Regions from separate parts of the Mus musculus genome. Here region 2 is linked to region 1. Evidence: chromatin contacts called from public promoter capture Hi-C data. All regions are on one chromosome and are shown on one strand. The core of a region is the stretch at or near the end of the contact, and the rest is flanking DNA. Distances in the headings are between cores, read along the strand shown.

What was found. Promoter capture Hi-C pulls out the DNA fragments that hold promoters and counts their contacts.
Region 2: a contact with region 1 is called in a promoter capture Hi-C map of embryonic stem cells, with 3 times the contacts expected there. The contact joins the promoter of Lrrc63 here to the promoter of Itm2b in region 1. A contact is called at or near these places in 2 of 39 promoter capture datasets (embryonic stem cells and hippocampal neurons) and 1 of 115 datasets of contacts at active chromatin or transcription factors (astrocytes).

What each region holds. Positions count from the first base shown.
Region 1 is chr14:73,381,476-73,387,742 of GRCm38.p6, reverse strand. Itm2b (integral membrane protein 2B) reads left to right here and starts at 2,454. Exons shown (of 6, transcript NM_008410.3): 1 at 2,454-2,733. The coding sequence starts at 2,617.
Region 2 is chr14:75,128,356-75,134,622 of GRCm38.p6, reverse strand. Lrrc63 (leucine rich repeat containing 63) reads left to right here and starts at 3,740. Exons shown (of 10, transcript NM_027581.1): 1 at 3,740-3,852; 2 at 4,989-5,158. The coding sequence starts at 5,035. It also overlaps a transcript of Lcp1 not described here.

The DNA.
Region 1 (6,267 bases), core at 1,205-3,704:
CTTTTTTTTTTATTAGGTTTTTTTTGTTAGATATTTTCTTTATTAACATTTCAAATGTTATCCCCTTTCCTGGTTTCCCCTCCGAAGACCTCTTATCCCATCCCTCCTCCTCCTGCTCACCAACCCACCCACTCCTGCTTCCCTGACCTGGCATTCCCCTACACTGGGGCGTGTAACCTTCACAGGACCAAGAGCCTCTGCTCCCATTGATGTCCGACAAGGCCATATAAACATCTCTTTTAAAAAGTTGTATGAAGACCTTGTTTTAAGCTCCTGCAAGAGGTTCTAAAAATCAAAATGGAGGGAAGGTCATTGTCACCATGGAAATGATTTGTCCTTGAGAAATTAGGATTGAAGATACAACAGTTTCAACTTCTCCAACAGGTTTGCTCTAACTGTCGTGCTAATGAACTCTCCCCCCTTTAACCCTTAAAAAGACAGAGGTTACACTTACAAGGCAAGCTCCTAAGGAGATCAGACCTAGCCTTGAGTTAAGAAGCTCTTATACCTAGCAGGGGAGTCCCCACCTACCCCACTCCCACCCCACCCCCATCATTGTGGTCCTAAACAGTACCTGAATCCTCCATGATCTTTGTTGTGTCTGATATGTTGAGCTAAATCACATGATGCAAAACTTTTAACCAGACCCTCCAAAACTTAGAGAAGTCTGCTATTTCCTTTGCTCTGGGATGGCTTAAAAACCTCCTCAGAAGAGGCTCCTCTGGTTGCTCCCCACCATCCCTCTCAAGGCAGCTCAACCTTCTCTTATTTTTTTACTCTCACCATTGAGGAAGTGTCTCTCCTGGTTTTAAAGGGGAAGTTTTCTTCCCCGTAAGGGTCTGGGTTTTTTGTTTTGTTTTTAATATACCATACTATTTGATGCCTATTAAAACTCATCTGTAGTAGGAATAACCTCTTTCAGGACCGACCAACTCATACATCTACTCTATTGACTCAACTATCAGCAGTTGTTTATCTGACACTGTGTGACCTTAGTACTAACCAGTGAGCTATGGTTCCGCTGTTCTGCTTTCTTGTCTTGGCTTCCAGTGTGACTCTGGAATGACAATCTGCTTTCCTCTGCTTACTTTTTTTTTCTCTATTTATAAAACCATCCACCCCCTCACCTTCTCTTTCATGAAACGGAGTCCTACTCAGTCCCAGAGGCAAAAATAGAAATATGGGAATGGAGAGACGGCTCGGCAGTTAAAAGCATTTGTTGCTCTTCCAGAAGACCCAAGGCTTGGTTCCCAGCAACCGCATGGCGGTTCTCAACCATTTGTAACCCCAGTTCCACGGGACTTGACTCATTTTTCTGACTTCCTTAGGCACAGGTACATGTAGGCAAAAAAAAAAAAAAAAAAAAAAAAAAAAAATCATAGGCATAAAAATTAAATATTTAAAAATAAAAAGAAATAAAGATAATTCCCTCCTTGAATAGAGCCAGGGGCTCAAGAACTCTGGTCTCAACTGCTGTCTTCAAGGTTGGCCTAGGCCAGAGCTCACACAGCAGAATCCTTCTGGCCAACAGACACTCCTGTAGGTGGACAAGGAGAGGATATGGAGAAGGCTACAGGATCAGTCATTTGACCAAAGGACCATCTGGAGACATGGCTGTAAACCCAGTGTGTGGGCCAATGTCTTCTGTCAACCAGAAGCAAAAACCTCTTCAAAAAAGGAGAATTTTTTATTTTGAAGAAAAATAAGAACTTGTCCTAAGTACGTTGTCACAAATCACAGATTGGCCTAAGGCAAATATGGTTTTTTGTTTTGTTTTGTTTTGGCTTGCTTATACAAATGAGCTCGGTTGGTACATTTTGTTTTACCAGTTTAGAATTTTAGGAATACAAATGGATGAAGAGGGTTCCTGGTCATTGGCTTGAGATTAGGCTGGGCAGGAACTGACCTCTGAGGGAGGAAGAAAAGACCAGCTTAGTCAACCAGGCAACACCTTAGGGTGAGGTCTGTGGGAGATAAGTCAGATCACCAGGACACTAGGACACAGTGCTTCAAATATTCCTATGCTCTACTAAGTCGCTTACTAATAAATGATTAAACGGAGCTTTTGGGTTTGTTTGTTTGTTTTTCTCACACAAAAATTCCATGGCCTTTGGGCTCACAATCAAAGAGAATTTGGTGCTACCAGAAGTTAACTTATCCTACGTAGCCAACCGACAGAGTTCACCCCATTTTCTTATCAACTTGCAACACTGGGCCCCTGAGGAGAACTAGTTGGAAGCAAATTCAGAACCGGAAAATCCAGGCAGCCCAGAGGGGCAACAAGTCCTAGCTCAACCAGGCGCGCCCTCCACAAAGCCTGGCCAGATTCCCGCTGAGTCCTGGGTGGGGGTGGGGGGAACCAGGGAGGGTCTGGCGTGAAGCCAGGCCCCGCCCCGCTCAAGGCCCCGCCCCTCCGGGCCCCCGCCCTGCGCCCGCGCCCCAGCTGCGAGGCCGGAAACCGCGCTGCACTGAGCCGCTGCTGCTGTCGCGCAGTCCGCTCCTCCGCTGCAGAGTCGTGCCCTGAGCTCGGCCGACAAGGCTGCCTTCGCAGCCGGGATCCTGCCAGCCGCGACCCCAGCCTTCGCCGTCGCCGCCTAGGGCGCCCCAGGCCGCACCATGGTGAAGGTGACGTTCAACTCGGCGCTGGCCCAGAAGGAGGCCAAGAAGGACGAGCCCAAGAGCAGCGAGGAGGCGCTCATCGTCCCTCCGGATGCCGTGGCGGTGGATTGCAAGGTCCTGGCTGGGGTCGCGGGCGGGGTCCCGGCGGCGGGGACGGTTTCCCGGACGGTCCTCCGCTCCCGGGTACCGTGGTGTGTGTGTGTGCAGCGAGCGGGGCGGGGTCCTGGCCCTGGCGACCCCCGAGGGGACAGTTGCACAGGTGTACGAGGTCCCGCGGCTTTGCACTTGGCTTGGTAGCCCGGGAACCTGCAGCGACAGGCACCGCCACCACCGAGTTTGGCACTTTTTTTCCAGTATAAATACTGTGCCTAAAATGGCTGACATCATAACAAGCCTAAACCTCTGTTGTTTCCTACTTTCGTTTCTAGGCTGAACAGCACTTGGACTAAGTCCAGCAACTGTAAGCATCTTCATTTTTTAAAAGCCCTTTTCTTTTACAAACTCCCTTGCCTACAAATGGCCTTCGGTGTTGGCAGGTGAACACCTTGGGGTCTGGAGAGAGAAGACAACAGTATACTGGGAGTAGTTTCTGGCTGGTGATTTTATTATTGTAACAAATATTCCAGGTGAAAGTAATTGCTATTGTGGCTGTTCCCATGTAACCCAACAGTTGACTTTTATCAGCCTCTTTGTGGGTACTTCTGAATAAGTGAAACTGGAACCAAAACATAGGAATTTGCTCCCATCCCTACAAAATAGGTAACCTTTGTGTTACCACATCCCCGGTTAGCACTGAGTGATGCTGTCACTGGATTCAATTTTTAAAAGTGATGTACAGTAATATTCTTTTAAATATAAATATAATTTTTGCCTAAGTTTTCTTTTTGCCTTTTTAGGGCTTCTGACATTTGATACCTATGAATACTAACAGCGGGTGCTGCTTCGTTTTTCACTAACACTTTTTAATACCTATTGTCACTTGGGTAATTTTAGTTTTGACTTAAAATCAGTCGTTTGTGTCCATGGTACAAGTAGTAAGGAGAGTTTTTGTTTTTGTTTGTTTGTTTTTTAATGATCTAATGAAAATTACTGTAAAGAAACAGGCCACTAATACCCTATAAAATTTTTGGATATATAATAGCAGTCTGGGCTGTTTGGACATGTTTTCTGGAAACGTTCCAGCTAAAAGCAAACATCATGTTGATTTTTTTAAATGACTGTCTTCCCCTGAGATGAGAGAGCTGATTCCCTAAAAGGATTAAGGGTTCTGGTTTTAGTATTGTTTTCCTGAACCTAGTACAAACACTCTTGGTCTTGAAAACATGTTTAGAATTCACAGGTAAAAATTGTCATAGCAAATTATCATATCTCTTTTGTCCGGATGCACATTTTAATCTAGAATAGACCCATAGTCAAGCACCCAATCACAACAACTCTATATCTTGTTTGTGGAGACACCTTGAGTCTCCTCAAGCCCAGATAGGCCTTGAACTCTGCCCTTCCTTCATTTTCCTCCCCAAGTACTGGGATTACAGGTGTGCACAGCCATGCCCAGCTTCAAATATACATTCTCACTGATATTATATAGGTATATGGTCTTTAAATTCTAAAACTATAACTCCTCCCACGCTAAGCAAGCATCAATGATGTCATTTCTCTGTTTTTTATTCCAGGGTTGTAAAGGTTTCAAACTCTCAGACAAACGTCAGAATTCACTTTGCAGGGGAGCTTTGAATCAGTCTTGCCATTTATGAAGTAGCAGTCTTATTTTTGAGCTCTTAAGGATTTTTCATATGCTCACCATAATTTAATTTTTATTTCACAGTAACTGTCTATAGCTGTACACTTTGCTTTTATTTCTTAATTTCTCTGATTTCTCTATCCAAAGGAAGATACTTCAATTAAGCAGTGAGGGCTTGTGTTCTTCTATAGCCACACAGAAGTCACAGCTAAATTGGTTTGGTTAATACAGAGAGAGGGAGAGAGAGAATGAATTCTTTTTCCAGCTATAAGCTGGAAGCCTTTTCTCAGTGGGGACAGTATCTCTACAATGGGAGTAGGTGGAATAAAGGAAAAGCCTGCTTGCCTAGCGAGAGAACTGATCTCATCCCAGAGCTGCGGAGTGATTACATAATGTTCTGATGTTCCTTTGGGCTGCACTGTGTGGCAACCACCTTGTCCGACCGCCCGGGCTGGGAACAGAATTAGCCTTAATGTGTTCTGCCTGGGGCATTTCCTCTGGTCAAGAGGACCAAGCTGGTTTGAGAACTTGGAAAGAAAGCCCTTTAGCACTTTTACACAGCAGCCACGGACCTGTTTGTACAGCCTGTGCTTGAGGAGTGCCCCGTGGGTATCTGTAAGAATTCTGCTGTCTCCTGTCAGGGGCTTATGTAACATACGTACACAGGGCCATTTACACCGCTGTCTTCTGCTGCTGTCTCCCACCCTGCATGAGACCCTTCTGGAAGCAGCCCCACAGCTCCGTTACGGTTTCCAACTACTCTGTGCCTTAGCTGTCTGTTCCAGCAGCTATTTCTTTTGATTACATTATCCCAGCTAGTTTGCATTATTTTTTTTTTTCCGTCCACATTTTTCAGTTGACAGTCTTATCTTCTCAGACCCATCCTGATTGACACTCGGCCTTTAGGGGGACAGCTGTAGCAAAGAATCATAATATCGTGATCTGTGTGACAAAAGTCAGTTTGAAGTGATAAGGATATACTATGGTATAGACAGCAGTCCTTGATTTTTGTATTCAGAGCTTTCTTTGAACCTTTCGGAAAGTATGTGTGCAAATACTGCAATAGAAGCCCTAAGTATGTCCAATATAACTGCTTGGCTTTATTTTACCTTAAATTATTTTTTTGGGGGGGGTCAAGATTCAAGGGTCGAACCAGATGGTCTACAAGGACTCTATCAGTTTAAAAATTATATGAAGATGCTAGGATTATATAAATTACAGTTTTACAACAATTAAAGTTGTTTGGGCTTTTGAGACAAGGTCTCTCATAGCCCAGGCTGGTCTTGAACTTGCAACGAAGCTGATGATGGCCTTGAACTCCAGATCCTCTGGTCTTCCTGAGTGCTAAGATTATAGTCCACCACACCCAGCTAACAATTCTATTGTTTTAATTGTGGGGGAAAAAAAAAACCCAAGTCCTCCCCTTCTCAAGCAGACAGCTTCCTTTCTTTTTTTCTGTGTTTAATCCCTCCTTTGAGTCCTACATGGAGTCAGAGGCCAAAGAAAAGGGAAGCAAGTGGAAGGGAGGATTATATAATCCAGCCAGTGTTGAGTTTTGCTTACCTCACTGTGGAGCAGGGAATAAGCAACAACCCGTGCTGCAGTCTCTGCTTGTGACCCCTTCCTTATGTGTGTGACCTTGCAGAGCAGAGGAAACAGGCAGCGTGGGCACTGGGTGACAAACACATTCTGCATCGTCACAGGATGGCTCTGTGCATCCCAGTTTGTGCTTTCTGCTTTTTCAATATTTCCATAGTTAGGACTGACTGGTTTGATCATTTTGACTTCGGTTTGTAATGGTGTTTTTTGCAGCCTTAGGGGGTTAGAGGAAGGACATAAAATGCATGACTAGACAGTGAGACATGTTGATCTCTACTGGGGGACTGGGAGCTTGGCTCTTTTTCATC
Region 2 (6,267 bases), core at 2,491-4,990, 1.7 Mb before region 1:
TATATAAAATGTTAAGACCTATAAGGAAACGTTCTAATGTTGGCACCCAACCTCACAAACCACTCAAACACTAATCTCAACCAGATCGGGAGAGTTGATTGAGCGTATACCCCAGGACTGATCCAGCAGGACCTTAGTCCAGATTTGGGAACTGAACCTTGACCCTTAGTTAAGATCCTACAGGGGTTTTAAGCCCCAAATCCATAAACATCTGTGCCAAGTTATTCCACCAATCAGGATTTAGGGATAGGAGATTCCGTTAGGAACATGTCTTTGTTGTACATTGTCTAAAACATGATTACTTCTATTGGTTAGGGTATTCAACTGTGGCAGGGGATTTGTGTAGCCTTCAGGTCTTAACTTGTCTACACCAGGATAGGACTTGTGTTGTTTAACCTTCATCTCTTAACTTGTTCTTACCTAGGTCCTAACAATAACATCAAGAAAAGAAGTATTATTTAAATTTCTGGTGTAAATATTTCTGATGTCATCTAGTGGTACAATATATAGCCCACAATGAAAAATGATCACTACAGCTAAGAAAGTCAAATTCTCCCTGAGTTTTGGGAAAGAACGTGTAAGCCACACTACTCTGTCCAAACAACATAATATAAAACTGGAGAAAGAAAGAAGAAAGGAATATTGGTTCAAGTAAGTAGATAAAGTTCTGGGAGTAATCTAAGCCTTCATTTATGTAATCGAAGTGATAAGGCCTCAAAGTAATATTTAATTACTAAGATTGAGGTTTAATACCTAGCAAGGTGATGTACACAGAACAGGCACTCTGATGTATCATTCCAGAACAAATGGCTGAATTCATAGACATAACGTTAAGGGCACGTAGGCATTGTTCTTTCATACACTTGAACAGTTTTTTAAACTCCGCCATGTAGAGCCCATGACATTTCCTGGTTGGCAATGTTTTCCTTTTGATTTGAATCCCAGGAAATCTAACTCAAACAAAGGAAAGGAAGTACCATCCACCTTGAGAGAGAAAAGAAAACAAAGGCCCCCAAATAGTGTAGAGCAGAAGGAAAGCTCTGGTTTCCGCGCAGAGACACAGGGAGAAGAGGAATCTCTAGCAACTGCTTCTACCAAAAGGTTTTATTCCCATCCGAGAAATTACAAACCTGTTCTCCACTAAAGCGTGAGAACACTAGACATAAATATGTCTTTAAAGCCACACAGTGGTGACTGGAGGAGAATACAGACACTCTCTCTCAGTATGCACAACTAATATCAACAGTTGTAAACTCAGGCCAAGAAAAAAAATGCTTTTTCTCAAAAGCATCTCAGTGCCCTGAGGACTCAATAGAGAATCAATATGCACTCAAAGGTAACTATTCATTCTTTATAGGATCCTCTAAAAGTAACTCAAGCAAAAGAATACAAATATCTCCGGTTATTTTCACACAGTAAGATGCTAGCTTAGACCTAGACTGTCCAAAGCATTTAGCAAACTTCTGTCCTGTTTGTAAGGAAAACCAAACAAACAAAACAAGTTCTATGCAAGACAATGAAGATGCCAGCACACATTTTACATCATCTGACAGTGGCATCCTTTTACCAAAGGCAAATCTGAGGTCCTCTGAGCCTGCTCCATCCTTAGGACAGTCAATAGCATTATCTGCTGGGTGCTCACATCTCTGTTTTTGCATGAGGCCTTTATCTTATTTTAGCAACAACAACAACAAAAATGATGCAGGATGCCTATAACCTTGATGCTCACTGTGAACTTAAGCCACTTTTGCACAAGCCACTAACAGAACAAAAGCAGTGTGGTTCATTCTGGCTTGCAGTGCTTCTGCCAAATGGCAGATCTGAGGGGACACTTAAACTGGTACCGAACTGTACACCAGGTGAAATAGAACCTTAAAGCCAAAGCGGGAACACCCTCCCTTCCAAGAGATAAACAGGATGAAGGAAGACAAGGAGGAGGAGGAGGAGGAAGGAAGGAAGGAAGGAAGGAAGGAAGGAAGGAAGGAAGGAAGGAGAAGGTGAGGTAGCCGTACTTTCAAAAATAACAAATTAAATACAAGAAGTGCTAAAGTAATCAGAACTGAGTGGAATGTAGGCTTTCACAATTTTATCCCATGCTTCTGTCATTCCCATGGAAAATGTGTAAGGTATGGTAGAATAGCTGACATGGGCGTAGAAGACTTATCAAACCAGGGATTTAATTTTCATTACTATTTCATTTCTCTAAATGGTTGGAACTATAGTTACAGCAATAGTTATAGAAAACAAAATACTGACAACTGCTGAGGTTACATATTAAACTGCCCTGGGTCTGGCATGGTAGTTGCCAAAAGAAACCTGCAAAGAATGACAAAGCATTTTTTTTTAATTAACAAATGCACTTGCCTTGATTTTTGACTATGCAAAGCTAAGCATACATTTGAAACACATCTGTCATTGAAACTGAATTCCAGTAGGTCTCAGCTTTTAAGAATAGACTGCCCACACCTTTATCCTTAAGAATAGAAACATTTCTGCTGTTTACAAAATAATGAACAATATACATTACTTGAGACAAACGTGGCCACCAGATTTGCCTTTCTGTCTGCTTCCTGTCTTTCAGGGAAACCAAGCAATGTAAAACAAACACAGACGAAAGTGAAATAAAATCCCTGGTTTGGAAAGGGTACCTAGTAAACAACAAAGTAATCTACATAACAAAACCACCAACCAACACACCACAGGACAACAGTTGTACAGCATTACCCAGATTCATCTTTAATTATTTTCCCATTGGTTCAAAATATATGCTTGCTCTTAGGAGAAAAAGGAAGACTTGGTTAGTAAACGAATCTAGAAGTCTCTGATTTCCCAAGGTGCTATTGAAATTCCCACACCCTTATTTAAGAAGAGAAACACTTAAGGGAGGTGACTGGAAGGAAGTGCCCCTTACTTGAATTCTCAGTTGGATTTTCCCGTCTCTGTAATAGGTTCTTTCCAGTTTTCGTTCTCAAATCTCCAGAGAAGCAAGCACATACAGGCAAACAAGCGCGGTATATCTACCACTGAACATGGAGACAGCACCAACACCGGTAATCACAGCCAACCACCGTGACAGTGAGACCTGGGTGTCCTTTTAAAGAGCTTTGGAACCACTCACTGCCTTACAGCTCTCGGTTCCCACACAGTTCCACTTCCACCAAGAACTTTAAAAACAGAAAGACAAACCAGGTTGCACCCAAGAGACAAGAAGGAAAACAGAACGTGCGATTTGGAGACAAGGGTTTTACTGCAAAATGAGTAACGGTGGCCAGCTGCCCAAAAGTGTAGCCGTATTAGAAAATGCCAACCCAGTCTCCAGACACCGGTGTCAAGTCATGGAGAAAAGTAAGTAAATAATAGTGGCCACTGTTTTAAGAGTAAGAATAGTAATAACGATTGTCACCACAGCCTTCCGTACAGCTACACGTGGAGCCACTCCTCCCGGCTCCACCACTTCAGCCTCCGGGCATCCTGCGCTGCCCGCAGCAGAATTAGGGGCCACTGGCCTAAGGTGGCGAAATCAGTGGGTGGATCGAGTGGGCGGGGCAGATGGGCGGGGCTCAATGCCCCGCCCCTAGTTCCCGACGTGCCCAACCCTCGTGCGCCTGCGCTTCTTACCGGGCTAGCTGGGGGGGGGGGGTGTGCGGGTGCGGGGGGGTGGGGAAGTGTTGGGGGGCGGGGACTAGTTGGTGGTCCTTACTATGAGCGTAATTCGGCTGTAGCAGGGCTTGGGGATGCTGCTAAAGGAGCTGCGTCCAGCACAAACATGGAATTAGACCTAACTGGAGACCTCGCTAGACAGTCACTGGCAGCCAGGACTCAGGGATAAAGGAGATGGACGTGGGAAATCTGGTCTGTGTGCTTGAAGGCAGGGTCCGTAGGAGCTGGACACTTGGGGACTGGGGGGTGGTGATGGGGTCTCCCCACCAACTAGAAAAGGAAACTTGTGGCGGGCGGGCACGCGCTACCAGCCGACAAATCAGGAGCGAGCGCTGGCCTGCAGTTACCTTTCGCGGGTAAACCGCTCTTCTGCACCGCACCAGGGTTCCCTGCCTGCCGGGCATTCCGCGGAGCTGCACTGTGCCAGGCACTTTTGAGGTTGCCCTGAAAACAAAGACTTATTTTGGGCGGTGGGGCGTGGGGGGGGGGGCGGAGGACAGCTGGTGTCCTTATTTCCCTATTCTCTGGGATTCCCCGCCATCCTGGAACATCTCATTGTATTAAAAAGCCTGTCTTATTTTGGAGTTGCATAATTATGGACAAATTAAGTCAGCTGAGAGTTAAAACAAGCCATCGCCATACAAGAAAACCGTTTGTGTATGGTTAGATACTGTGGGATTTCAGAGGCCTTTACCTTCTTTTTTTTTTTTTTTTCCAAAATCCCTTCTAAGTCTATACTGATAATATTTGGGAGGTAGTGAATGAAATGCCAATGCCTATATTGCAGGGAGAGAGGTCACCATTTACTGACTGAAAATAGCGTTGGCTGGTTGAATTTCATACTCACACGGGAAATGTTAGCAAGGTCTAGATTAATAATAGAATATGTTTTATCTATATTAATTATTAATCTAAATTTTTAAAAGAAACCACCCTTCCCCGTGTAGCCCAGGCTGACCCTCCTGTCTCAGGCTTTCAAGTGTTGGGCTTACAAATGTATTTCCCAACTTCTAATTTTAAGCAAATTGGAAAGCAGGGGGATTTGGCTCAGTGATATGGCCTTGCATGAGACCAGAGTTTCAATATCCAGTACAGAAAGAAAACGTTAAACTTTTTGAATGCCTCTCTGTCTTTCTTAAGCTCCATGCTTAAGCCTGTATTAAAAATATGCCATTTTAAAAGTACTTCAAAAATAAATTTTAAATGATTTTTTTTACTCTTTCCCCCCCCCCCCTCCTTACAATGCTAGCCTGCTTAAACTCAGTATCATAGCAACTCAGAATGGTTTCCGTAAGGATATTTTCTAAGTGATAACCACTTCTTTTCAGTAACGATTCGTTCTCAGGAAGTTCAGTTCTCACTTAACCAGCAGCTATGAAAAAGAGCATTTATCGCTCACTCAAAACCCAGCAGCATCCACTACTTCTGCGAAGACCCTTACCTCCAAAGCTCCCTAAAGTACCTTTATTAAAAAAGAAAGTTCGTATAGTACATACAGGTATGTACAGATATGTGTATTAACCTTGGTGTGTTTTTTTTCCATAGAAATCCCTTGCTTTACTTAATTTACAATCTCAGTAAAGACAGTTACTAATAGCCATACGGAAAAATGTTTATCATAAGGTGACAACAACCAAGAATCAGTTCTATAGGTGTGCTCATTGATTGATCCTCATTCGTGGACTTGTCAAATATGAGTTTACTTACTGCTAAAATCCCCAAATCAATAGTTCTTCTGTTCATGGGAACGTGTGTTTAGATAAGCGAAAATACAAGTTCCACAACACGCATGAACCCAGTACACACCTGGATGACGCAGGATTGACTCTGCCTTCCTGTTTCAGCTCCTGTAATATAAACACGTGTTCCTTTCCTGGTCTACTTAATTCCATGGTTCTTTGAATTTTTTGTGCCCCCTCTTTTTTATCTGTTGGTTTATGATATCCATAAGTGTATTGTTGAAGCTCAGTCTAAACAAGAGAAAGCTGTAATGTGCTTAGCAGAGAACATCATGTCAGACGAACTTCCTTGATGTGTGCAGTATGCTTGGCTGTGAGGTCTATAGTAACAAACCAATGATATATTCTATATATTAGGAAAGTATATTTCATCATATCTATTCAAATAGTATGTCCTTAAATGCAGACCATAGAACCACACGATTATATGTGGATTGGTTGATGAAAATGTTGAGAACAGAGTCTTAAAGGAACCTGACCTTATAATTTTCCCTAGAAGTTCAGTGTAGGGTACTTGAGCATTTGCTAAGTCTAAACAAATAATGAAGATTGACTGTGTTTATTAAGCACACTGTAGGAACTGGTGATGAAATAGTCAACAAAACCAGACCTTGCTCATCATCTTCCACTAGTTTCTGTCAGGTGGGATAGGGGCCAGAGAGATGGTTCAGTGGTTAAGCACTGGCGGCTCTTCTTAGAGGACCAGGGTTTGATTCCCAGCAGCTACTTGGTGCCTCACAGTTCCAGAAGATCCAGTGTTCTCTTCTGGTCTCTGCAGGCACTAGGCAATCATGTCATGTAGGCAAAAACACTCCTACACATTTTTAAAAAGTTTTTAAAGATGAGCCACTTTTATAATGTTAAAGTT